Linked DNA regions of Mus musculus: regions 2, 3, 4, 5, 6 and 7 are each linked to region 1. A link is a contact called in public promoter capture Hi-C data. All regions are on one chromosome and are shown on one strand. The core of a region is the stretch at or near the end of the contact, and the rest is flanking DNA. Distances in the headings are between cores, read along the strand shown.

Region 1 (3,132 bases), core at 181-2,680:
GATTGCTAGGAGCTCAATGCCGGCCTGAACTACACACAAACTTGTGCCAAACTAATCAAACTTGAAACAAACCTGTCTCAAAAGAAAAACTATCGTTCTTTGGCAAGAGGAGAGCAGATAAACTATGCAGAAACAAGGAGACTTACAGGTTACCATTCTTCAGGAGAAAATCTCTACCTCTGTTTTTTTTCTAATCTTCAGTTTACATATCACCAATATTTCAGGTCAGTAAGTGTATTTCAGTAGCCAGGGTTTCACAAACCTTTAATCCCAGTACTGGGCCAATGGAAGGCAAGCCTTGACCACAAAGGAGTTCCAAGTCAGCCTGGACATATATGGCTCAAATAAAAAGTTCGGGTAGGGAGTGCTGGAATCAGATGCAATGCTAGCAAAAGGGAGGCTGGAAGAGAGCTGGAGGTCAGGATTATTGCAAGCCTCTGTCTCGAAAAAGAACAAATAACGGTAACATTAAACAAAAATTCCATCCCAGTGTGGTGGTGGGCACTCTAAATCCAGCCCATTCGATTCTGAGGCAGGTAGATCTGTGTTTGAGGCCAACCTAGTCTACACACCAAGCTCAGGCCAGCCAGGGATAAAGGGTGAGGTTCTGCCTCAAAATACATAAAATAATCTTCAGGTTTAAGAAATAAGATAAAATAAAATAAAATAAATCACGTTGGAAGCCAGTTCTAGTATGTGCCTTCAACGTGCCAGCACTGAGAGGGCAGAAGCAAGCTGATCTGAGTTCGAGGCCAGCTTGGTTCAAATAACGACGAGTTCCAGGCCAGCCAAGCGCTACACAGTGAGACTCGTCCCAAAACAACAAAGACAAGTCCCGCTGGGAAGTGACCCTGCATCCTCGGAAGCATTCCCTGAGATTTCCAGCTCTGGGGCGCCGGCCGCCCTTTTCCAGGTCCCGGTCCTCGGACGCCCAAGCCCAGCAGGCGGTCCCTCCCCGCCCTCGGCGAGCAGCCCGCGACCCCCGTCGCTTACTAGGCCTCGGACTTGAAGGACGTGGGAGGCTGGCGCGGCCACCCTTGGTCGTTCTCTGGCAGCTCGAAGTAGGCGCTCAGGGCTTTCTGAAAAGCAAAGGCACAAGGCTGCAGGGCGCGCCCCGCCTCCCGGGGGAGAGCGGCGGAAGCGAGAGACGCGAACTGACCTGCGTCTGCCAGTCGTTCTCCCGCAGGACGCTGGGGACCATCGTGGGGTCGCATCCCCCCACCAACGCAAAGCCCAGGCACTGAAGCCGCCGCCTCTTCACCCGGTCCTCCTCCGCCTGTGCTGCTTCGGGCGCCGACGCCGCCCGCCCTGCCGGCCCTGCGGGCTCCGCCGCATCGGAACTGCTGCCAGACGCCATCGCCGCAGGGTCCCCTCAAAACACCCGCTCTTCACGCTGCTTCCCGCGCGACTGATCGCGAACGCCGGAACCTGCGCAGGCGCGCAGCGTGCAAGCGCGTCCGCGTCAACCTTCCGGCAAGAAGACCGCCCTCTCTGGTCCCCGTCCGCGGCCAGCGAGGCGCAGATGGGGAGGGGGAGGGGGAGGGGAGGGGAAGGAGGGGCCGAGGAGGCCTGAAGGTTGCGCGTGCGCGCTGGGGCGCTAAAGAGTGAAGGTAACCCGTGATCATCTAGGACCAGGGCGACCGGGGCGCGCGATCCTTTCTCCCGAGCACGACGCGACAGCGGCCGGGCTTGCAGACTTGACCTTCCACACCCTTGTCCTCTCACAAACGTCTCTTCCAGAGTTCATTCTCGCAGAGCCCAGACTCTTGCTTTGCGTCCACGATGAGCAGCATGACCCAGAACCTACGAGAAGTAATGAAGGTTATGTTCAAAGTTCCCGGTTTTGATAGAGTTTTGGAAAAGGTATATTTATTGTAGGCGAAGTATCTGGTGAAGGGGACGAACCTAGTAAAACACCTTAGTGGCCTCGCAAACGCAGGGGAAGTGCGTGGCGTGGATTCTCATCGAAACGTAAATAAGCATGTTTGGTTTTTTGTTTTTTGTTTTTTTTTTAACCAGCAAACTGTTGGAGTGTGTGGAGAAAAAATGTCAGCGTACCATTTAAGGGACGCTGGAGCCTGCAGGGCTAGTATATAGGAATTGTTTCTTAAGAGTCAAGGAGGTTTGAGGTACGGAAGTGAATGCGAGAACCACCTGTACGTGTGTTGTATTTCTTGCTTTTGAGACTAGGTCTTTGTAACTAGGTCTATGTAACTATGTAACGTTTGTTGGCTGAGAACCCTTGTAGTCCAGGCTGGCCTGGGAGTCTACAGAGTTAACCAGGACCAGTGCCTGCACCCTGCCATTCCACATGAACTAACGTAGACTACTGTTTTCCAGACTTTATAGACATTGTGTTCTATAGGAAGCAATCCTTAATAAATATCCGTAGCAGAAGTCCAGTGCGTGGTATTGTCAGAGTAGAAAGACACTTAACCTTAGAACTTGCTGCAGACTTTTTAATAAATGTTTTAATGCACGCATGTCTATTTTTCTGATTAAGAAAAAATACTTGGAAATTTAAAAAGAATTTGGGCATGAAATATAAATTTTGGTCAACAACAGGCATTTGAAATCTTTTTCCTGAACACGCCCCCTCTTAGAATTTTTTAACTATGTTCATAAAGTGTCAAAAAAATAGGAAATAACCCTTAGGTAAATATATTTAATGTTTTCCAATAGGAAATATTTCAAAACTAAGGACAGCATTTGACAGTGACTTTTAGAAAGATAATATTACCTAAAAAGAATTTTAATGATTTAAGAGGAAATTTTAATTCTTTAAAAACAACCAAAAACAACTTTATGAGGACTGGGATGTAGTTAATCCAAGCTTGCAGGTGGGAGCCCGTCATTGACAGGGTTGCAGGTGGGCACCTGTCGTTGACAGGGTTCCATAGCCACTTCTCCGTAAGCTTTCCTCACCCTCCTGGGTATTAGAATATTTTGTAACGTATTTATTTGGTTTTATTTATTTATTTATTTTCTATTATTTATTTAAGTTCTATCCAGAACTTGACATGTAGACCAGGTCATCCTGGATCTCACAGAGATTGATCAGCCTCTGCTACTTGAGTATTGGGATGAATAGTATGTGCCACAGCATCTGACTGTTTTTTTGTGAGGTAATTT
Region 2 (3,132 bases), core at 321-2,820, 1.5 Mb after region 1:
TGAGATGTGCATAAGTAAGGAGTCCTGGTAGCTACAATCATAAGTAGCCCCACTCATCACAGTCAGGACTGTGTGAAATCCTGCCCTAACTCTCCCACTGGCCAAGGCCCTAGTCCTTTCCTTGTTCTCAGCAGAAGACTCCTATCACAATTCCAATCCTTTGAGTCCATTGTCTCAACACTCTTATAGCTGAAGGGGATGGCATAAACACATACTCTCCTGCAATAACATGTGTACATTTCTTCCTAATATAGCCATACACAGCTCATTCTATAGTGTGATTCGAATTGTGTTTGGTACATCTTACACTAAAAACAGTTAATAAAAAGTTATTTAAATATTAAAATTAGGGCTAGAGAGATGGCTCAGCATTTAAGACCACTTGCTCTTGCTGATGACCCTGGTTCATTTTCCAGCCAGCACTCACATGGTAGCTCATAAACCATGCATTATTCCAGTTCCAGGGGATCTGACATCCTCCTAGAGTGCGCGCGCACACACCACGTGCACATATATGCTGATAAAACACCCATACATAGAAAATAAGTCTAAGAAAAAAAACTTAAATATTTGAATGACACTGGTGGGATTTTTTGTCTTAAAATTTTAATTTAAAATAAGCTGCAGAAATTCTGCAAATTCTGAAAACAGGAATTAGTGAATTCAGAATACATAATTGCCATCCTCAGACCCTAACTCTAGAATTTAACAGCCAATCCAAGTTCTTCTCCAGACCAGAGAATTCTAGTACTCACTTCCCATGTGAGGGTTTTTGTTATATACATGTGTGTATGTGTATAGTATATATATATGTGTGTGTGTGTGTGTGTGTGTGTGTGTGTGTGTATTATATACTTATTATTGTGTATGCCTGTCAGAAGACAACTTTTACGGTTAGTTCTCTCTTTCCGCTTTTGACATTGGTCTCAGAGATCAAATTCAGGTCGCGAGGTTTTATTTAGCAAGAAGCACTCTTTGCTCCTCACTCTCGACAGAAGCCATCTCGCCAGCCTACATACATTTTTTTTTTCAAGTAGGGAAAATATTGACTGTTCTTTTTTGTTTTTTGTTTTTTTTTCTGAATCTGTCTTCAGCCTAGAATCGCAATCAGAAAGGACAGAAATCCTTTCAACACGGTTTCCCCGCAGCTTTCTCCAGCAATAAGGCCACGCCGCCGCTGCCTATTCAAAGCTTCTCATAGTTTGCTGGCATGAGTGACAGCACCAAAGAGCCTTTGTAATTCTCCACTTCTCCGGCTTTTCAAGGTATTTAAAACCGAGTCCGCTGCATCTATCCTTGAGACACTACTCCTAACTCTTGATTTGAACAGCCGTGGAGAAAGAAAACAGAAGTTCAGAGCCGCAGTACCGGGCGCAGGGCACGGTTTCAATTCAGTGGGTACCGGAGCTGCTGCAGTCCCAAATTCCAGGAGCTGAAAAGGTAGTTGTCGGACGCGAAAGAGCCAGGGCGCAGGCGCGCTCAGGTTCCGCCCATTTCGGGAGGTCCGGTGCTTATTGGCCCGGAATCCCGGTGCAGCCCTATGAGGGGTAGTTACGTGCCTCGGGGCGTGGCTACGCCTCCCTGTCCTTGCTGGTGAGAGCGGTTTGTCTTGGCCTTGTGGTGTGCGGGGACCGCTTCTCCAGGTTGGTATCCGGCGGTTGGCTTGCCGACCTCTCAGCATCTCGGCCCACTCTCCTTCCCTAGGAGACCGTGGGACCGAATCGGCCATCGCCGAGTGCTCGGCCCCGGAAGCTCCGGCTTGAGGGTCCAGTCACCGGAAGTGCCGCCCTGGGCGGCGGAGTAAGCGTTCAGCGGGTCCTCGAGGTCCTTGGCCGTGAGAGGGGTCCGGGCCAGGCGCGGCGCCCTTCTTGTCGCTGTCAACGAAAAGTTGGGAGGAGAAACCTGTGAGACTGTCCTGGAGGTAGTAATGGAGCCAGGCTCGAATGCAGTCTGGAGCCTTCCTGAATGTCTAGACAACCATGGGCACTGGGGGGACCCTCCCCCAGCCTTAAGGGCGGAGATTAGTTGAGTTCCCCGGAATCTGCAGAATCTGTTTGCTCAAAGCATTCCATAGTCATTTATTTTTAGCAGCCTTGGTCCTGTGTAACATTGCATTCATGAATCGTATTCCTACAGGTTTTAGTGCACGAGGAATGAATCCTTGATCTCAGAAGTTGAAATAATAATGCGCCTATCAGTCACCTGAGCGTTTGAGGTAGAGGTAGGAGGATAGGGAATTAAAAGCCAGTTTAAGCTGCCTAGCGATTTTGAAGCTAGCCTAAGCTACGTGAGACTCTCCCCGTCTTAACAGCAAGAAAAACAAGGCCCAGGGCTTTGTTCTGAACTTAAAAATCTCTCAGCTAGAAGAATTCTTGTTATTTTGTGTAGAGCAGGTCAGAAAGAAACGGCTTCTTGAAGGAGGAACGGAAACATTAGAATGAGCAAAATTTTGCTGAAGGATGATGTCAGGATTGGAGAGTGCATGGGACATTATTTAAATGGCCTACTGTTAAAAGGAAAAATGTAAGCTTTGCAGTCATGCTCATTCAACATTGCTGCTTTTTTCCTCTAGGAGAGGGAAGAATTAAATATTATGAGTACTTCTGGATTAGAGACCTTGTGGATCTGAAAAAAATAAATCGTTGGGTTCTTGTTAAGGTAAGTGGCATACATCTGTTTCTATATAAATGTGAATTTTGGAGTAGGGATGGGACAAGAAAGAAGGTAAAACATACTTGGGAAAAGGAAAAGGGTCTTTCTGGTGACTAACATAGTGGCCCTTTGATAACCTTTCAGTACACCTATTTTTCTAACAGGCATACACAGCAGATTTGCAACAATTGTCCTTCTTTTGATTTACCATACAAAGAAGGCAGTGTGCCCAATGCTCAGACAGGCTCTAGGATGGATATTTAAACCTGGCTCTGTTACTTAACTGCCTGTGAGTTCTTGTGTAATTAGGTAACTGTCATAGCAACAGGTTTTCTATCAGTAAGATGGTGGTAATATTTGATTTTACAGTGTTCTTGGGAGGATTAAATGTCCATAATCCATGTAATCAATGAAAATTGAGGCAACCCCTGGTCTGAGGCTGTACAGCAAGTATGGTTTTTAAGACAATACGTTAAATAC
Region 3 (3,132 bases), core at 344-2,843, 1.3 Mb after region 1:
AGAAAAGAAATATATAAAGAGAAGAAGGCAACTTTAGGCTGAAATAATAAGTAACAGGAAAACAATCATAATAGATGGGGAAGAAGACAAATTTAAGACAAATGTGCTCAAAATATCTATAAAAATTAGAGCTATCAATTTTATATCCCTTTCTGTTGACATTACATGAAGATACTGGCAACTTGGAACTCACATCCAAGTACAAAAGAGTATGTATTAAGTTCATTTTCTAAAATGGGAGCCTTTAAATATTTAAAAACCCCCCTCCCACTTCTCTCTCCCCTCTGTAACACCTTTTAACTGTGTGTGGAAGCTAAATAGCATCTTGCATACTTGAGGAGTATTCTAAGTCCTCGATTTTTTAGAAAAGCCCATTCTCCAATGTGCAAATACATCCCCATCTACAGTCTAGATAACTGAAACTGTGCTCAACAAGTTTCAGGGCAAGGTCAATGCAATTGGGATATGGCTGCTTCACTGGGGTACTTACTAGGCAGCAGGAAGGAATATGCTGAGCTGATGTCATGTCACACTTCACAGCCTGAACTTAGTTTCCCTTAAGTGACCTTTGAGTTCCTTGGGTGGGGGAGAGGAATCCACTGTGCTATTTAACCCCACTGTACTCACACTAGTTTTGGCATTCTGGTATGTACAGAGTGAGTGGGGTGAGGACTGGTGATTTTCTGGAAAGAAGCATAGAAAAGTTCTGTGGGGTAATTGGGATAAGCACATCCTGAGTACATGGTAGTTACTTTTGTTTTTTTGTTTTTTTGGGTTTTTTGTTTGTTTGTTTGTTTCTCTACCATTATCATAGAAACGTCTCACACAAGCAATAGCCAAAGCACATCTTCAAGATGGCCTCTCTCTACACAAGGATGGGGCTCAAACCAGTACTACAGAGGCTAAAAAGAAAACGGTGGCTACCGGTCATGAAACACAAAAGTCCTCCCCAGCAACAATAGCGTTTATTAAAAAGATTAGATCTTCAACTCTGAGCAAGTCTCCATCTTTCCAGGCCAGCCTGGTCTACAGAGTGAGTGCCAGGACAGCCAGGGCTACACAGAGAAACCCTGTCTCGAGAAAAAAAAAAAAAAAAAGGGAAGCAGTATATATTCAATCAATACTAGTGCCCTTTGTAGACTTGAAAACAGAGCTATGTGCAAGCCTCTGAGAAATGCAAAGAGCTTCATAAGTGAGATTTAATAATGCTTGCAAAATTTTAGAAGTTACATTTTCGTAAATCTTCCACCTAAAAGATAACCTTACTGTACTATATCCGGTTTTGTAGATAAGTGTATGGATAACAACCTCCTTTTTAAAAATGATGAGTGGCTGGGAGAATTATAAACTATCGGTTGTCAGAACCTACAAGTACGCTCCTGAAGGACACAAACTAGTGACTAAGAACTCCAAGAGAAAAGCGGAAAACTCATATTCCCCTCGCCACAGGGGCTGTGCCTTCCGCCTAGCAATAGGATTCAGCCAGTGAGTTAGAGGGGCGGATACAGAATCACCTTCCCGCCCGCGCCTTTTCAGTCCTCTAAAAGGTCCGCATTCGCCATATATATACCAGCTGTAGAGGGCGCTTAAGGAATTTCAACTCAGTGCTCCATAGCCATGTCTGGTCGTGGTAAGGGAGGAAAAGGCCTGGGCAAAGGCGGCGCTAAGCGCCACCGTAAGGTTCTTCGCGATAACATCCAGGGCATCACCAAGCCCGCCATCCGCCGCCTGGCCCGGCGCGGAGGAGTGAAGCGCATCTCCGGTCTCATCTACGAGGAAACCCGCGGTGTGCTGAAGGTGTTCCTGGAGAACGTGATCCGCGACGCCGTCACCTACACGGAGCACGCCAAGCGCAAGACCGTCACCGCCATGGACGTGGTCTACGCGCTCAAGCGCCAGGGCCGCACCCTCTACGGATTCGGCGGTTAAGCTCACCTGGAGCTTCTTTCTCAAAGGCCCTTTTCAGGGCCACCCACTTTGTCATAAAAAGCTGTTTGCATTTCTCGACTTGTAATTGTTCTGTCCCTAAAGTTCAAAATGGCGGCTGAGACTTTTCAAAAGGTAAATCTAGGCAATGAAAGTGCTTCCCCAGTAGTTTGTAGTAATTATAACACATCAAATCCAGACAAGGTCTACTGCTTTCTCCCAGTGCTTAAGCTGAGTCTTATTCCCTTGAAGGTGCTAAATACAAAGGGCAAAAGATACTTTTGAAGAGATGATGAACAAAATTCTTAGGCCTAAAGAGCTGTTTTAACCTGTGTGCTCTTTCCCCTGTATCCTTGATTACAACCCTAACGTTTCACTTCTGGGCTAAAGCTCAAGGCTGCCAGCTCTTCCTGACAACGTTGCTCCAGAGGGAAAACTCCATTACTAGTTAACAGACTGGTTCATATTTTTTAAGTGGCCTTATTACTTAGCAACTTAGACTTGTTACCCTGCTATGAGCCAGGCTTTCCACATTGAGAAGGATTCGACTACTAAATGGCTTGTTGACTTCCAAATTTACAGCTCCTGCTATACATGAGATCACAACCACTCCCGCAGTCAAAATGATGGGCCCAAAAGCACACTAGTGACCCTATATTCCTAACTTAGCAATATCAAGATTACATGCTTCCTGGCACACATCCTGTTTTTCTCATTCTTCTGTATGCTTTCTGGGTCCTTTTCAAATTATTTTAATGATGAGTTATCTTTTCCCCTGCAGTGTTTTTTAAGCAATTTTAAATAGTTTTCATCTCTTTTGTACAAAAATAAAATTTTCTTAACTGATTATCCTGCATCTAAAAAATAAAACCCAAACTCCTGTGTTTTATCTGACATCTGTCTTGCCTCTATGACCTCATCCATAACCATGAATTATACTCCCAACTAGACTGAACAACACATCTTTTCTTCCAAATGAAATTTCCATCTGTACACGTGTGGTTTGTTCTCATAAGAATGTAATGTCTTTTTCAACCTTCACCTTTCTACCTGAACCAAGTACTGCCAGTGCCAATTATAGAACCTAACACACAGCAATTACTTAGTATGAATAAAATTAAAAGCTATAAAGACAAAATTGACTTTCCTCTAAATATCTGCAACAATTAGATTTGATTAATTATTTGATCAAGAATACCCATATAA
Region 4 (3,132 bases), core at 200-2,699, 1.3 Mb after region 1:
AAATGTGGGAGGAAAGAAAAAGCAGAAAGACCAAAATGTCTGAATTACATAAGGAAGAGCCTCTGGGGGAAGGGCAGCCCATCCCCTGGGCTAGAAATTTCAGGGTTGGGGGCAGGGTGTGCCAGATAGGGACTGTGGGAAGCTGGGAGAACCTGGAGACCAGGTCCGCTTTGATATGTAAAATATGTTAACTTGTCCCAGGGTCTGAAGCTAAATACTGAAGATATTTACCCAAGTTTTTATTGACTACAAGGTCTGGGTCTTTTTTTTTTTTTTTTTTAATTCTTGGAGGGAAGGGCTGGAGGGACAGCTAAAGCATGTGCTCCGTGTGCCTGGTGGCCTGAGTTTAGTCCCTAAAGTGTATATAAAGGTAAGAAATATATAAACACAAATAAAAAAAATTTTTTAAGTTCTTAGCAGACACTGATGTTTCTTCTCTGGTGACTCTTTGGGAACAACTGATAATGCTGACGAAAGTTAATGAAGTCCTGGACCATATGAAGTTTTCCTTGAGGAATAGATAGAAGATTTACACGTCAATCTCTGGTGCTTATTTTACAGATTAGGAAGTTAGAGAAAGCTGGGTGTGGTGGACCACGATTTTAATCCCAGTACGTGGGAGGCAGAGGTAGGAAGATATCTGTGAGCCTGGTGTATAGAGTAAGTTCCAGGCCAGGGCTATTACACAGAATACATGGAAAGAATGAAAGGAGGGAGGGGAAGAAATTGTAGAAAGCTCCAGGTTAGAAAACTTGAACATAATTCAGTGTTCCTAGGTTTCCAAGGCCTGGATTGATTAGAGGGTTTGGTTTTGAGACAGGATAGCATCTATACCTTAAGGGACTTGGAAAAAAGGATCTTGACTGACCCTCAGCCCTCTCCTGAGAATGTCAGCATTAAAGAATGAGACAACAGGCCTGCTTTTAGGCTATCAATACTGAAGATAGACAGGTGGACCTGCCTAAACAGATACTATGTATCGAGCCAGTCCCAGCACCCACCCCATTCCAGAAAACCACCTAAGAGCAGCTCCTTTAAGTGAGAAGGTAGTGGCCCTGAAAAGGGCCTTTGGTTTTTGGGTGAAGAAAAATAAATGAGTACGTTTAGCCGCCGAATCCGTAGAGGGTGCGACCCTGGCGCTTGAGCGCGTAGACAACGTCCATGGCGGTGACGGTCTTGCGCTTGGCGTGCTCCGTGTAGGTGACGGCGTCGCGGATCACGTTCTCCAGGAACACCTTCAGCACACCACGGGTCTCCTCGTAGATGAGGCCGGAGATGCGCTTCACTCCTCCGCGCCGGGCCAGGCGGCGGATGGCGGGCTTGGTGATGCCCTGGATGTTGTCGCGCAGAACTTTGCGGTGGCGCTTAGCACCACCCTTACCAAGACCCTTGCCGCCTTTCCCGCGTCCAGACATGTTAGCAAACTAGGAAGGAAGCTCACTAGCCAGTGACTGTAACAAGCGGCCTTCCTGGCTTTTATAATACCAATGCGGACCTGTTTGAAAACCTGAAGGGAAGGGGGCGTGAACCATGGTCAATTCCCGCCCTTCTGGCGTTTATCCTATGAAAAGGCTGAGGAGACAAGGCGGGTCCTAAGACAAGAGCAGAGCCAGCAGTTGAAAATTCAACACATTGCCCTCAAGAGTGACAATTTATGTATTGTGAAAAAAGAAATTTGTCTTTTATCAGACCAAATAGAAAGTAATGTTATTAGTCTCGTGAACCTATAAATCGGGACACCCCCCGTATTATTTCAGATATTTACATTACAATTCATAACAGTATCAAAATTACAGTTAAGCAGCAGTGAAATAACTTTATGGGTGAGGGTAACCACAACATGAGGTGCTGTAGTAAAGGGTCCCAGCATCAGGAAGGTTTAGGACCACTGAATCCAAGGTTTTAAGTACAATTTTAAGAACACTTACTATTTCCTGTTCTGAGACTTTTTATTGACTTAGGTACGTATGCCTAAGAATCTGAACTTTTTTTTTTTAGCATTCAGGCTGACCAGGGGGAAGTAAAACCTCAAAATGTTACAGGACTGTAGCGCTGAAAGATTAGAAGATGTAAAGGATATGCATCCCAAAGGTGTGGGCCTTCTGCTTGAATTACACATAGACATCAGGAGCTCTGGGAACAGGGATGGGGGAAAGGGGCTGCTCTTTATGTTTACTATGCTTTCACTGAATCTCAGGATTTCTTGCATGTATGTTTTTTAGTTAATAAACATTGCACAGAAAATCTATTATCCTTAGCACATCATAGTTATATGTACCTCAAAATATCATGCATGCACCCCCACCTCACACTGACAGTTCTTAGTCAAAGGATTTGGTGGTTTCATGTACTAATGAAGAGTCACACACTAATATCTAACCAAATACTTCCATAAAATGCTAATACAGTAAATACTCATGCTGTATTGTTTTCCACATCTGCATTACTCTTCTAGAAAGGAAAAGAACAGTTTCTTCTGCTCTGTGAATGAGTGGATGACCCAAAGCAATGTTTTAGAATCACTCTTCAAGAAGAGCGCCACAGAATTCAAAGACTCTGAGTTTCTGGAGATTCATAGAGAAACATTAAAACTGCATGTGAATATTTACTGGGTGAAGTGCTTGATGCATATAAAAACCCTGGGTTTGATCTTGGGGACTACAATGGGCTGGTGGCAATGCACTGTTGTAATTCCAGCACTGCATAGGATGGTTGAAGCAGGAAGGTCAGGTATAGATAATTCTCAGGAACATAGTGAGTTTGAGGATAGGCTGAGCTATATAAGCTTTTGTTGGTGGATGGGGATGGGGGAGGAGTGGACTCCATGCTTGTAGAAATGAAATTGTGTTCCTTAAAATGATCTATTAGAGATGTCCAAGAGTTTGGAAATGACTATTTTTGTCTTTCAATTATTCTTACAGGTTTTTTATAGAGAAATAAATAGCAAACATAATTTTAGTCCTCTTAGGGGTAGATGTGAAACCTTACAGAGATTAAATCAAGTCTGTGTCTTTAATAATGGGGATATGTTTTTAAGGTCATGGGCCAATAACCTCTGTGTAAAACTAGATATTCCTCTTAAATCAGCTTTGAAATCTTTCAAACTAGACCCGAGAGCACTGGAGGCACAGT
Region 5 (3,132 bases), core at 412-2,911, 1.2 Mb after region 1:
GTGAAAATATACATTATAGCATAGAAATACTGATAATATGAATCACTTTTATATAAAATTCATCATTAAAGATAATACCACAAGATCTTAAAAATGCCTCATGGACACTGTGTTGAACTGCTGAGTTCCTCTGTTTGCATTGCTTTTGTGTGTGGAGGTTTAGGATAGTAGAATTGATAATGTGATGTTAGAGACAATTGTATCACAAAACAAAAGCCATCACATTATACTATTGTATAACATAACATTGTATCTTACACTATTGTAAACATTGTATCTTATACTATTGTATAATATACTATTTTATAATATAACAATGTATCTTGTCTCTGTAGTGGGAGTCTTGTAATTTCTGAATATAATTCCAACCAAACATCCCAGAAATAATTACTGACACTGGATTATCATTGATCTCCTAGTCGTTACCTTGGTTGAACAGCTACATAAATAAAACAACCCATTTAACACCTTCAAGGCATGTCTTTGAATCTGTTTGAATGTCTTCTCAAATATGATTCTAAGATTAAATCTTAACCCCTCATTTACCCTGAGGAGATCCACGAAACATTATTCCCATGTTTCCATAAGGAGTAGCCATATATGGAGAACAGCTGTTCAGTAACGGGGCTAGGATTCTGTAACGAAGGCAGTAGAGATGTTCTGAGCTATATTTCTCATGTGTGTTTCTCTTGATCAATGGCTCAGTTATCTAGTTTTAATATACCACATTACAATTTAGTCCTAAAACATGTCAGAAGAACTATGCAAGACCCAAGAGAAATTCCTCAAAGTAAATCCCACCTTCATTTCCAAAGACGTTGAAAACAGCATTTATATGTTTCTTGGAAATTAGTCATTTTTATGTCTGCACCATAAGTATGTTTTGTACTCTCCCCCGACCCCAGTACTCTGAATTTGAGGTACCTCAACCCAAAGGAGTAGTTTGTCCAGAGAAATAGAAAAGCAACAGCCCCGCCCCCAACCCATGGGAACAGAAAGAAAAGAATTATACTAAGAAATTATTTTAAAACTTAGGAGAAGCGGCAGAAATAAAACCATAGATATATAGACTCATGGCCTATGAGAGAAGAATTTAACTCAAAATGGTAAATAATCTGTTAAGCATTGAACTAAACCAGTTTGATGAACTCAAATGCCCTCTGCTCAATAGGCAGGACTCTCGGAGGAGCCTGTGTTACTTCCTTCACTTAAGTGCAGATTTGTAATAAAAATCATAATGCCAAAGGCAAGGTTTTGGGCTACACAAGAAGCTAACCACTTGGAGAATCGTCTTTGATGGGTCAGAAAACTGTACAGTCCAAGATCAGTTTATAATTTACGAAGAAAATAGAAAGTTTTGTTTCTCTGAGTTGAAATTTGCTGAACACCGCAGGAAATATTGCAAGTTTTTGGCAGAAGGCTTAATGCTTTGCTCACTTTTTGAGATGTGCATGAAGCCCGAGACTTCGGGGAACATTATTTTTTAAAAATCGGGCAATTCGATGTAGGGAATTTTGACATTTTTGGCTTTTTTTGAGGTGTAACAAACACAACTCCGCATCTGAGAGGACACTCCGCGGCTGCCAGCGAGGCGGGCTGGACAGCGCACCAATCACGGCGCAGCTCCGCCCTATATAAACGGGCGGGCGCAGCGCCGCGGCCCGAGTCCTGGCCAGTCCCTCTGCTTCCGGCTCGAGTTCTCTCTCCTCACACGCTTCGCCATGTCCGAGACCGCGCCTGCTGCGCCCGCCGCACCGGCCCCCGCCGAGAAGACACCCGTCAAGAAGAAGGCCCGCAAGGCCGCAGGTGGCGCGAAGCGCAAAACCTCCGGACCCCCGGTGTCCGAACTCATCACCAAGGCTGTGGCCGCCTCCAAGGAGCGCAGCGGCGTGTCCCTGGCTGCGCTCAAGAAGGCGCTGGCGGCCGCGGGGTACGATGTGGAGAAGAACAACAGCCGCATCAAGCTCGGCCTGAAGAGCCTGGTGAGCAAGGGTACCCTGGTGCAGACCAAGGGCACCGGCGCCTCCGGCTCCTTCAAACTCAACAAGAAGGCGGCTTCCGGTGAGGCTAAGCCCAAAGCAAAAAGGGCAGGCGCGGCCAAGGCGAAGAAGCCTGCGGGCGCAGCCAAGAAGCCCAAGAAGGCTGCGGGGACAGCCACCGCCAAGAAGAGCACCAAGAAGACTCCAAAGAAAGCGAAGAAGCCAGCTGCAGCTGCAGGAGCCAAAAAAGCTAAGAGCCCGAAGAAGGCAAAGGCAACTAAGGCTAAGAAGGCGCCCAAGAGCCCTGCCAAGGCGAAAACGGTAAAGCCTAAAGCGGCCAAACCAAAAACCTCCAAGCCTAAGGCAGCTAAGCCAAAGAAAACCGCAGCCAAGAAAAAGTAAATTTTCTTTGGCCAACTGCTTAGAAGCCCAACAACCCAAAGGCTCTTTTCAGAGCCACCCACAACTCTCAGTAAAAGAGCTGTTGCACATTCACAGGGGGTGTGGTTAGGGTGGGAACAAACCTTAGTGGGCTGAGCTTAGCAGAGGAGGCTGGGGATATGTGGGTGTGCGCAATGGTGTTAACTCTAGCTTAGCTATCTGAAGGTCTGTACATAATCTCCTGTATGTGTGGTGGTGGTGGGTAAGTTCATATCCCACAAGTGACCCTTAGAGACCATGGGAATGAAGTAGTTTACTCCCGGCTGCCACGTCGATAACTTTTAAGGGAGATAGCAGAATGATTTAGAGATAGAATCTTAAGCATTGAGCGATTCAGTGCGTAAAGAGCAGGATCGATGTCCTGACAACCCCACCCGCATCTCATCTCAGTTCTGACTGCTGAAATCAAGCATACAAACCCAACTAGAGTACTTTTTTTTCTGTGTTCCCCCATGTTTGATAGCGATCGTGCTTAAATAGGTTAGCTATAGCAGATTTGTGCAGTTTAATTCGTACGTCCCGATTGGTGAAAGCGAAGTGACAAGACAGCCAATGAGACAGTAGACCTTCAAGTGTCGTTTACGTTCCTGTTCGTGACGAAACACTAAAACTAACCCAATCCTGAAAGAAATCTTATTAACCTCATTTGAATACTGCGTAATGTAAATGAATGTGGTGTTAACTGGTGACGGAGTAGGTATTTTACCAAATG
Region 6 (3,132 bases), core at 262-2,761, 1.1 Mb after region 1:
GCCAATTTAACATTTTGGATTGTACAAAGCATTACCAAGAAACCTCAGTATTCATACAAGGTCAATCTTCAGTGACGACACACACGTATAAAGCAAGCGCTTCGGGAAGCTGAGGCAAAACAAAGTTAATCTACAACTATGCTGATCAAAATAAGGCAAAGCAAGTGTAATTGGTAATGGTAAAAAACTTGAAAAAAAAATGGCTGACAAAAGGTTGTGACGCAGTTCAACCCACAACTCCATCGCTGTGGCAAACAAACCGAAAGTACGAGAAGCAATCGTCTCAGTCCCGAGTCCAACTTAACTGTGCAGGCTAGTCGTTCCGGCAGCTACCCCATGTCTTTAATATTAAGGAAGGCAGTTCGTTGGCGCCAGCACCCCACCTTCTCCCAAACTTCCAGGCTAACCCCCACAAGAGGCTGAGCATAGAAGCCACCTACAAGCCCCGGATGCGTTTCTCCAGGCAGGAAGCTCAAACTTCGGGATGGCGCCCAATCAAACGAAGAACTAGAGTCCTGGGCCGGAGTGAGCCAACCCACAAGCAGGGCGGAACTTTCAAATCACCTTGCAGTCCAATACGAACTAGCGCCGAGGGTTGCTTTCTGCTGCTGACAGCCGTGGGAGGGTGTTCCAGCCCATAGCACTTCCTGAGCAGCCCAGCACAAACAAGTCTAGGTGGGACACGCAACCCCACCCATCCCACCGGGGGAGCGAGTGCTGCCGGGATCGAGTCCCTTGCAACCTTGCTTCATTAATCACACAAATGTCACAGCTCTTAAGTGGGAGTGGTGGCTCTGAAAAGAGCCTTTTGGATTGTTAGGGGAGGCAGCCTACTTTTTCTTGGCTGCAACCTTCTTGGCCTTGGCAACCTTGGGCTTGGCAGCCTTTGGCTTTACGGCTTTAGACGCGCTCTTGACCTTCTTGGGCTTGGTGACCTTCGCCTTCTTTGGGCTCTTGGCCACTTTCTTGGTCACAGCCGCCGCCGCGGGCTTCTTCGCCTTCTTCGGGGTCTTCTTGGCCGCCTTTTTGGGTGTGGCAGCACCAGTCGCCTTCTTAGGCTTCTTGGCTGCTCCCGCGGGCTTCTTCGCCTTGGCCGCGCCTGCCTTCTTAGCCTGGGGTTTGGCCTCGCCAGAAGCCGCCTTCTTGTTGAGTTTGAAGGAGCCGGAGGCACCGGTGCCCTTGGTTTGCACCAGGATGCCCTTGCTCACCAGGCTCTTCAGGCCGAGCTTGATGCGGCTGTTGTTCTTCTCCACATCGTACCCCGCGGCCGCCAGCGCCTTCTTGAGCGCAGCCAGGGACACGCCGCTGCGCTCCTTGGAGGCGGCCACAGCCTTGGTGATGAGCTCGGACACCGGGGGTCCGGACGCCTTACGGCGCACCCCGGCGGGCTTCTTGGCGGCCTTCTTTTTGGCAGGCGCCTTCTCCGCAGGGGGCGCGGCAGCGGGGGCAGCAGGAGCAGCCTCAGACATGATGAGTCTCTGGAAGTCAGGAACTAGTGGCAGTACGCCGATAGAGTAGCGCGGGCCCGGCGCTGTATATATAGAGCGCAGGCGCGCGCTGATTGGTGCTCCAGCGGCCTGCCTGGCAAGCTCTGAGCAGCCGCGCTGCGCCCAACTTGTGTTTGTTACACTTCACAAAAAGGAGAAAATATTAAAATATCTTGCACCAAATCTCTCGAGTTTGGTCGGTAAAGGATCCGAGAAGTCTCAGGCTTCAGGATATATGTTTATTTTTTCCTCATCCCTAAAGACAACGCGCCTAGGAGTCCCTAATTCCCCCAACTCCAAAGGAAGTCCGGGGTAGATAGAGACCACTTTCTGTTTTTCTTCTAAATTACCTGGTCGCTCCTTTGCCCTTGAAAGTTCTTTTTCTCAGGGATTATAGAGCACATCCTTCCCTTAATTTAGGGACAAAAATGAAACGATTTCCGCCTAAATTTTCACAATTATTCTGTTTCTTCGCAAGGGAAGTAACACAAGTCCTTAGTGACTTCTGATTACAGACCCACCACAACTATGGACTAGGACTGGGATTTCCAGTATAAAACACTTGGGGTAAATTGAGAGGGGGTTCATAGGCCTTGGGGGTGTATAATGTGGTGGGGGGGGTTAGGACTTAAATATCTGATTTAAAGACACTGACTTTAAAATGCTTTACATTGGTGGGGGCGGGGCACCCCATTGACTTCTATAAAGGGAGACCTTGGGCTATATTTTTAAAGCTCCTGGTTCCCCTCTGAGTTTTGCAAGGTAGGGGTCTAGCTCTGAAGAATAAAGATAATAAGAAGGGAAAGGAACCCTAAAAGTCTATATGAGCCCTCCTCTCCCCCAAATGCCAAATTAGAGTCTTTGAAAGATCTGTTTTTAAAGTGATGAGGATTTAGTTGCTTATTTGGCAGCAATACAGATATAAGTTTCAGTGCACGGGAATTCTAATCTAGAAAATAGTTTGTCTTAGTACAGGAGGACCTTCTAGACTTGGAGACTATGAGATGCAGATGTCAGTAAACTTACTGGCTTTCCAAAGGTTACCTTTGGCATAGATTTGAACAAGCTAAATATTTGAAATAGAAAATGTAACCAATTTTACCAATAAGATAAGAGACAAGATAAGTACAAATTATCATGTCATCTATAGTGGACAGCTGTATGTCATCTCTTCTCAGTTCCTCGGAATATGGCAATCTGCATTCTAGTCAACTTTGCTTTGTTAGCTTAAGGTTTTCAGCTTCATATTTCAATAACTACAACATGGTTTTGTTGTTAGAGAAAATACAAGATAAACTCTCTGCTAGTATAATTAATACATGGGGCAAAGGAAGTTCCCCTAATTTTATCAGAAATCTCTGTTTAAGTATATGTCTACATAAAAACATGTGATGAGTTTGTCAGCACTAAAGCGTGGTAAAGTCCCAAGGTTATACAAATTGAGTTCAGGGATGTTTGTGAAACAAAGCATATTTTATAAGACTGAGAATGGCCGCGTGGTTTCACGTAATAACCTTAGTTTAGCACTTGCAAGCAGCATCTCCTAGGCTTGTGTCCTCTGGGAATTAACAGCCTAATGGGATTAGGGATGGACTAATTGCTAGCAATAGAACCACTTTAAGAGTTGCCTTCCTGTGTGGACTTT
Region 7 (3,132 bases), core at 255-2,754, 1.0 Mb after region 1:
ACAATATAGATTGTATTGGAGAAAAAGGGAACACAGACATTATGCTTAGGCATAAGGCACACGGAATAGGTTTTATTTGAGGGGAATGGTGATACAGACAGAGTTGCATAAGGGGCTTCATTCTATTCTTAGTCTAGAACTCATTACTTTATGCAATAATGTTTCTAATACTCTTTGATTTCCCCTAACAACCTGCTTATCTTGCATAATTTTGCCAGCCCAGCCTCCTGATTTAAACAAAGCAAATGTTGCATATTGTTCAAATATCAGGAGCCAGAAGTTCAGAGTCTCAATTTCCACTCTGTACAAACCATAGCAAGTTTCATAAACTCTTAGCGCCTTAATTGTTTCAGAGGAAAAGAGAGGACAATATTACTTCATGGGACTGTTTGCATGAGGAGAAGTCCGAGGTGCGCTCCTCCAAGGAGTTCTACATTGTCAAATGTCACTGCCATTAACAGCAGCAGTGACAGCCACCATGCCCCCACTCACTCCATGTTAGAACTTCTCAGATTCATGAGCAAATGCAGGCACAGAGCAAATAAAAATATTTTAATAAAATGTTCTGTTTTAAACTTCTATTTTAAAGTGTGTTCTGCCTTGGACGAGAAAGCGCTCATCTCGCCACAGACTGAAAAGAACATGAGGGTAAAAATATCCCTTGAGTGCTAGGCAACTCATTACCTCTCTACTTTTCTGAGGAACTGAGAGGTCCCTCAACCAATGTATTTATAAGTTAAATCACAGTCTAAAAAAATGTTTAAAGACCCCAAGGGGAAAATTCTTGACAGAGTTATGCCAAAAAGCCAATTGCACAGGTGTAGCTTTCTGCAATTCCGCTAGGACAAGAGAGAAACCCATCCTCACTAAATCCTGTCCTCTATGGCTACCAGTCATTACAGGCACCTACCATGGTCTCCTCTTAACTGTACAAAGGCAGAAAGCCTTCCAGAAATAGTCAGTTGTCTTGATTTTCATCTTAATCTGGCTTCTGCCAGTCTCCTCATCTTGAGAGGCAAGATCGAGTATATTGAAACTGGAAAAGACTCATTAAGCCCATTCACGAAGCTCAACCTTGTCTGTTCTGGTTCAGTGTTTCATCCAAAGCCAGTTGTACACATCTACATACCACAGCCAATACTCACCGATAGTGTGATACTCCTCCGGCTAGTGACCACGATCCACAGTGGCCCTTGACACCAGTGGCCTCGCAAACCTTAGAGTCTTGATTGGATTGTTATTTTGTAAGAAAGCCTCTTCTCCAGAGCCAGACACCATTCCCAATGGAGGTCCTCACACAGCAGTTGGTGTGTTTTTGAGTTCTCTTAACATTACTTCCTCCCTTGAAGGCATCTCTGATAGCTTCATAATTAACATCCTATTTACAAGAAGAAAAACACTTACCATCACCATTAAAGTAGTATTTAAAGCTCTAGACTAGAAAGCTACCTTGAAAAAAGGTGTTCCTGTATCTTCCTCTCTTTGCAGAGAAACGTAATGAGTCACGTGGGAACAAACACCGCCAGGTTTGACCCTGTGCTCTTGGGACAGAGAATCTGCATTTGGCGTGGCTGCTTAATTTTTAACTTCACTTTCAAGTTCTCACCGACCTAGTGAGTATCTCAACGGTGTCACTATGTTTTTCTGCTTTGAACTATGCACACAGACATTCAGTCAACAAGCCACTTCGCTGAAAGTGGAAAGAGGTGTGGAATGCAAGCAGCAGTGGGGCTCCTTAGCCTGAATCTCTGAAGTCATCCCCACCTTTGCTCCTAGAGCTTTCTTCGTCTGCAGACAAAGCACCCCGCCTGCTAGAACTGGCTTCTACATGAAGAAACAGGGTTGAAATGGGCGCAATGCCCAGAGATTGATGGGACGAATGAAATGACGTCTATCTGCTAACATCTATATGCCTGAACGAGATGGTCCTGCAGAGGGATCCAGTCAATCAGCTAGACTGCCTTCCGTCCTCTGGTGTCCACAGTGAACAGATGTGAACTGTGACTGAGAATTCCCCTGTTCCCGACCTCCATTTTCTCTGGGTCCTCCTGATGTGGTTTTGCTTGACTCCTGACTCTTGGGTTTGTTTTGTGGCTTTTAGGTTTTGGAATGTGGCTGGTGATAGATCTTTCTAGTTAGTCTCTTGGCCTTCTTAAAACAAGGTGAAGACCTGCCTTCTCTGCGTTTCAGCACCAGCTGAGCCTCTGACCCCAGTCCTATCATCATGGTCCCCCAAAGAGCCTATACTGCCCAGCTCCTTAGCCAGTCTTACTGGTCCCTACTCATTTTCTTTTTATTATTATTATTTAAAAAATCCAAACTATATTAGTTTTCTTATTTTTATTTATGTGTCTGTTTGTGTGATTGTATGGCATGCATGTGGGTACCTAAGGAGCCCCCCAAACCCTGGAACTGGAGTTACAGGTACCTGTGACTCCTCTCTTGAGAAGGTTCAGGAAACTAACCTCAGTACTCCAGAACAGAATGCCCTTTAAACCACTGAGCCATCTATTGTGTGACATTTTCTGGGGGAGACATGAACAAAAAGCTGTTCACTCAGATTGGGAACACGTGATTGGCCAAAGTAAGGATACCATCAAAATACAACATGGAAAACCCCTGAGTTTTATTTCGGTTACCTACAAGGAGTAGAGGTTAGGGGTTGCTTATAAGAGCTGCAACTCCAAAAGCCAAGCCCAGGATGGGTGACAGCGCAGAGAATTCAGAAACCTGGAGAGTACTACACAGATACCTAAGCTTCCCTGAGCCTCTTTTAGGCTGCTTAGCTTGTCTCTATATATTTATACTTAGACTGGATGGGGCCTAATGTGTCTGATAAATTTCAGGGATTTCCTGAAACCTTTGAATTGTTTAAGAAGGCTCCCTGCAGTATGTAATGTTTTACCTCTCTTGGAACATCTTGTGTCTTAAGGAACTTCCCTCAAGATGAATGTTCATCTGGCAGGACATTGCCATGCAACACCATCTCTCTAGCTCCCATAATTAGTGCTATATTAAATCAGTAACAAGCTTGGAATGTTTAAAGCAATATATGCTTATTCTTACAGTTCTAGAAGACACCAGACCAAAATGCGTTACACTGGATCAAAGTCAAAGTGTCTGATGAATTGA

Evidence for each region. Promoter capture Hi-C pulls out the DNA fragments that hold promoters and counts their contacts.
Region 2: a contact with region 1 is called in a promoter capture Hi-C map of liver, with 4 times the contacts expected there. The contact joins the promoter of Zfp322a here to the promoter of Tdp2 in region 1. A contact is called at or near these places in 5 of 39 promoter capture datasets (cranial neural crest, erythroid cells, hematopoietic stem and progenitor cells and 2 more).
Region 3: a promoter capture Hi-C map of hippocampal neurons shows a contact between it and region 1, with 2.5 times the contacts expected there. The contact joins the promoter of H4c6 here to the promoter of Tdp2 in region 1. A contact is called at or near these places in 8 of 39 promoter capture datasets (cranial neural crest, erythroid cells, frontonasal cranial neural crest and 4 more), 1 of 115 datasets of contacts at active chromatin or transcription factors (pancreatic cancer cells) and 1 of 9 other capture datasets (adipose tissue).
Region 4: a promoter capture Hi-C map of liver shows a contact between it and region 1, with 3 times the contacts expected there. The contact joins the promoter of H4c4 here to the promoter of Tdp2 in region 1. A contact is called at or near these places in 6 of 39 promoter capture datasets (cranial neural crest, hematopoietic stem and progenitor cells, hippocampal neurons and 2 more).
Region 5: a contact with region 1 is called in a promoter capture Hi-C map of erythroid cells, with 4 times the contacts expected there. The contact joins the promoter of H1f4 here to the promoter of Tdp2 in region 1. A contact is called at or near these places in 1 of 39 promoter capture datasets (erythroid cells) and 1 of 484 Hi-C or Micro-C datasets (uterus).
Region 6: a promoter capture Hi-C map of embryonic stem cells shows a contact between it and region 1, with 2.9 times the contacts expected there. The contact joins the promoter of H1f2 here to the promoter of Tdp2 in region 1. A contact is called at or near these places in 6 of 39 promoter capture datasets (cranial neural crest, embryonic stem cells, erythroid cells and 3 more), 2 of 484 Hi-C or Micro-C datasets (B cells and uterus) and 1 of 9 other capture datasets (adipose tissue).
Region 7: a contact with region 1 is called in a promoter capture Hi-C map of liver, with 2.9 times the contacts expected there. The contact joins the promoter of Slc17a2 here to the promoter of Tdp2 in region 1. A contact is called at or near these places in 11 of 39 promoter capture datasets (the C10 cell line, the HPC-7 cell line, HPC-7-derived erythroid cells and 7 more), 1 of 115 datasets of contacts at active chromatin or transcription factors (large pre-B cells) and 1 of 9 other capture datasets (macrophages).

What each region holds. Positions count from the first base shown.
Region 1 is chr13:24,829,957-24,833,088 of GRCm38.p6, reverse strand. It overlaps Tdp2 (tyrosyl-DNA phosphodiesterase 2), which reads right to left and starts at 1,430. Exons shown (of 7, transcript NM_019551.2): 1 at 1,160-1,430; 2 at 994-1,079. The coding sequence starts at 1,357. Acot13 (acyl-CoA thioesterase 13) reads left to right here and starts at 1,600. Exons shown (of 3, transcript NM_025790.2): 1 at 1,600-1,863. The coding sequence starts at 1,783.
Region 2 is chr13:23,367,646-23,370,777 of GRCm38.p6, reverse strand. Zfp322a (zinc finger protein 322A) reads left to right here and starts at 1,570. Exons shown (of 5, transcript NM_001111107.2): 1 at 1,570-1,643; 2 at 2,573-2,658. All of the region lies in intron 3 of 4930586N03Rik (RIKEN cDNA 4930586N03 gene), which reads right to left.
Region 3 is chr13:23,550,129-23,553,260 of GRCm38.p6, reverse strand. It overlaps H4c6 (H4 clustered histone 6), which reads left to right and starts at 1,593. Exons shown (of 1, transcript NM_175655.3): 1 at 1,593-1,975. The coding sequence starts at 1,618. The coding sequence ends at 1,929.
Region 4 is chr13:23,579,885-23,583,016 of GRCm38.p6, reverse strand. It overlaps H4c4 (H4 clustered histone 4), which reads right to left and starts at 1,449. Exons shown (of 1, transcript NM_175654.3): 1 at 1,048-1,449. The coding sequence starts at 1,415. The coding sequence ends at 1,104.
Region 5 is chr13:23,621,087-23,624,218 of GRCm38.p6, reverse strand. It overlaps H1f4 (H1.4 linker histone, cluster member), which reads left to right and starts at 1,661. Exons shown (of 1, transcript NM_015787.4): 1 at 1,661-2,442. The coding sequence starts at 1,722. The coding sequence ends at 2,381. It overlaps H2bc6 (H2B clustered histone 6), which reads left to right and starts at 3,125. Exons shown (of 2, transcript NM_001177653.1): 1 at 3,125-3,132.
Region 6 is chr13:23,737,186-23,740,317 of GRCm38.p6, reverse strand. It overlaps H1f2 (H1.2 linker histone, cluster member), which reads right to left and starts at 1,511. Exons shown (of 1, transcript NM_015786.3): 1 at 787-1,511. The coding sequence starts at 1,469. The coding sequence ends at 831.
Region 7 is chr13:23,805,365-23,808,496 of GRCm38.p6, reverse strand. Slc17a2 (solute carrier family 17 (sodium phosphate), member 2) reads right to left here and starts at 1,504. Exons shown (of 12, transcript NM_001377113.1): 1 at 1,146-1,504.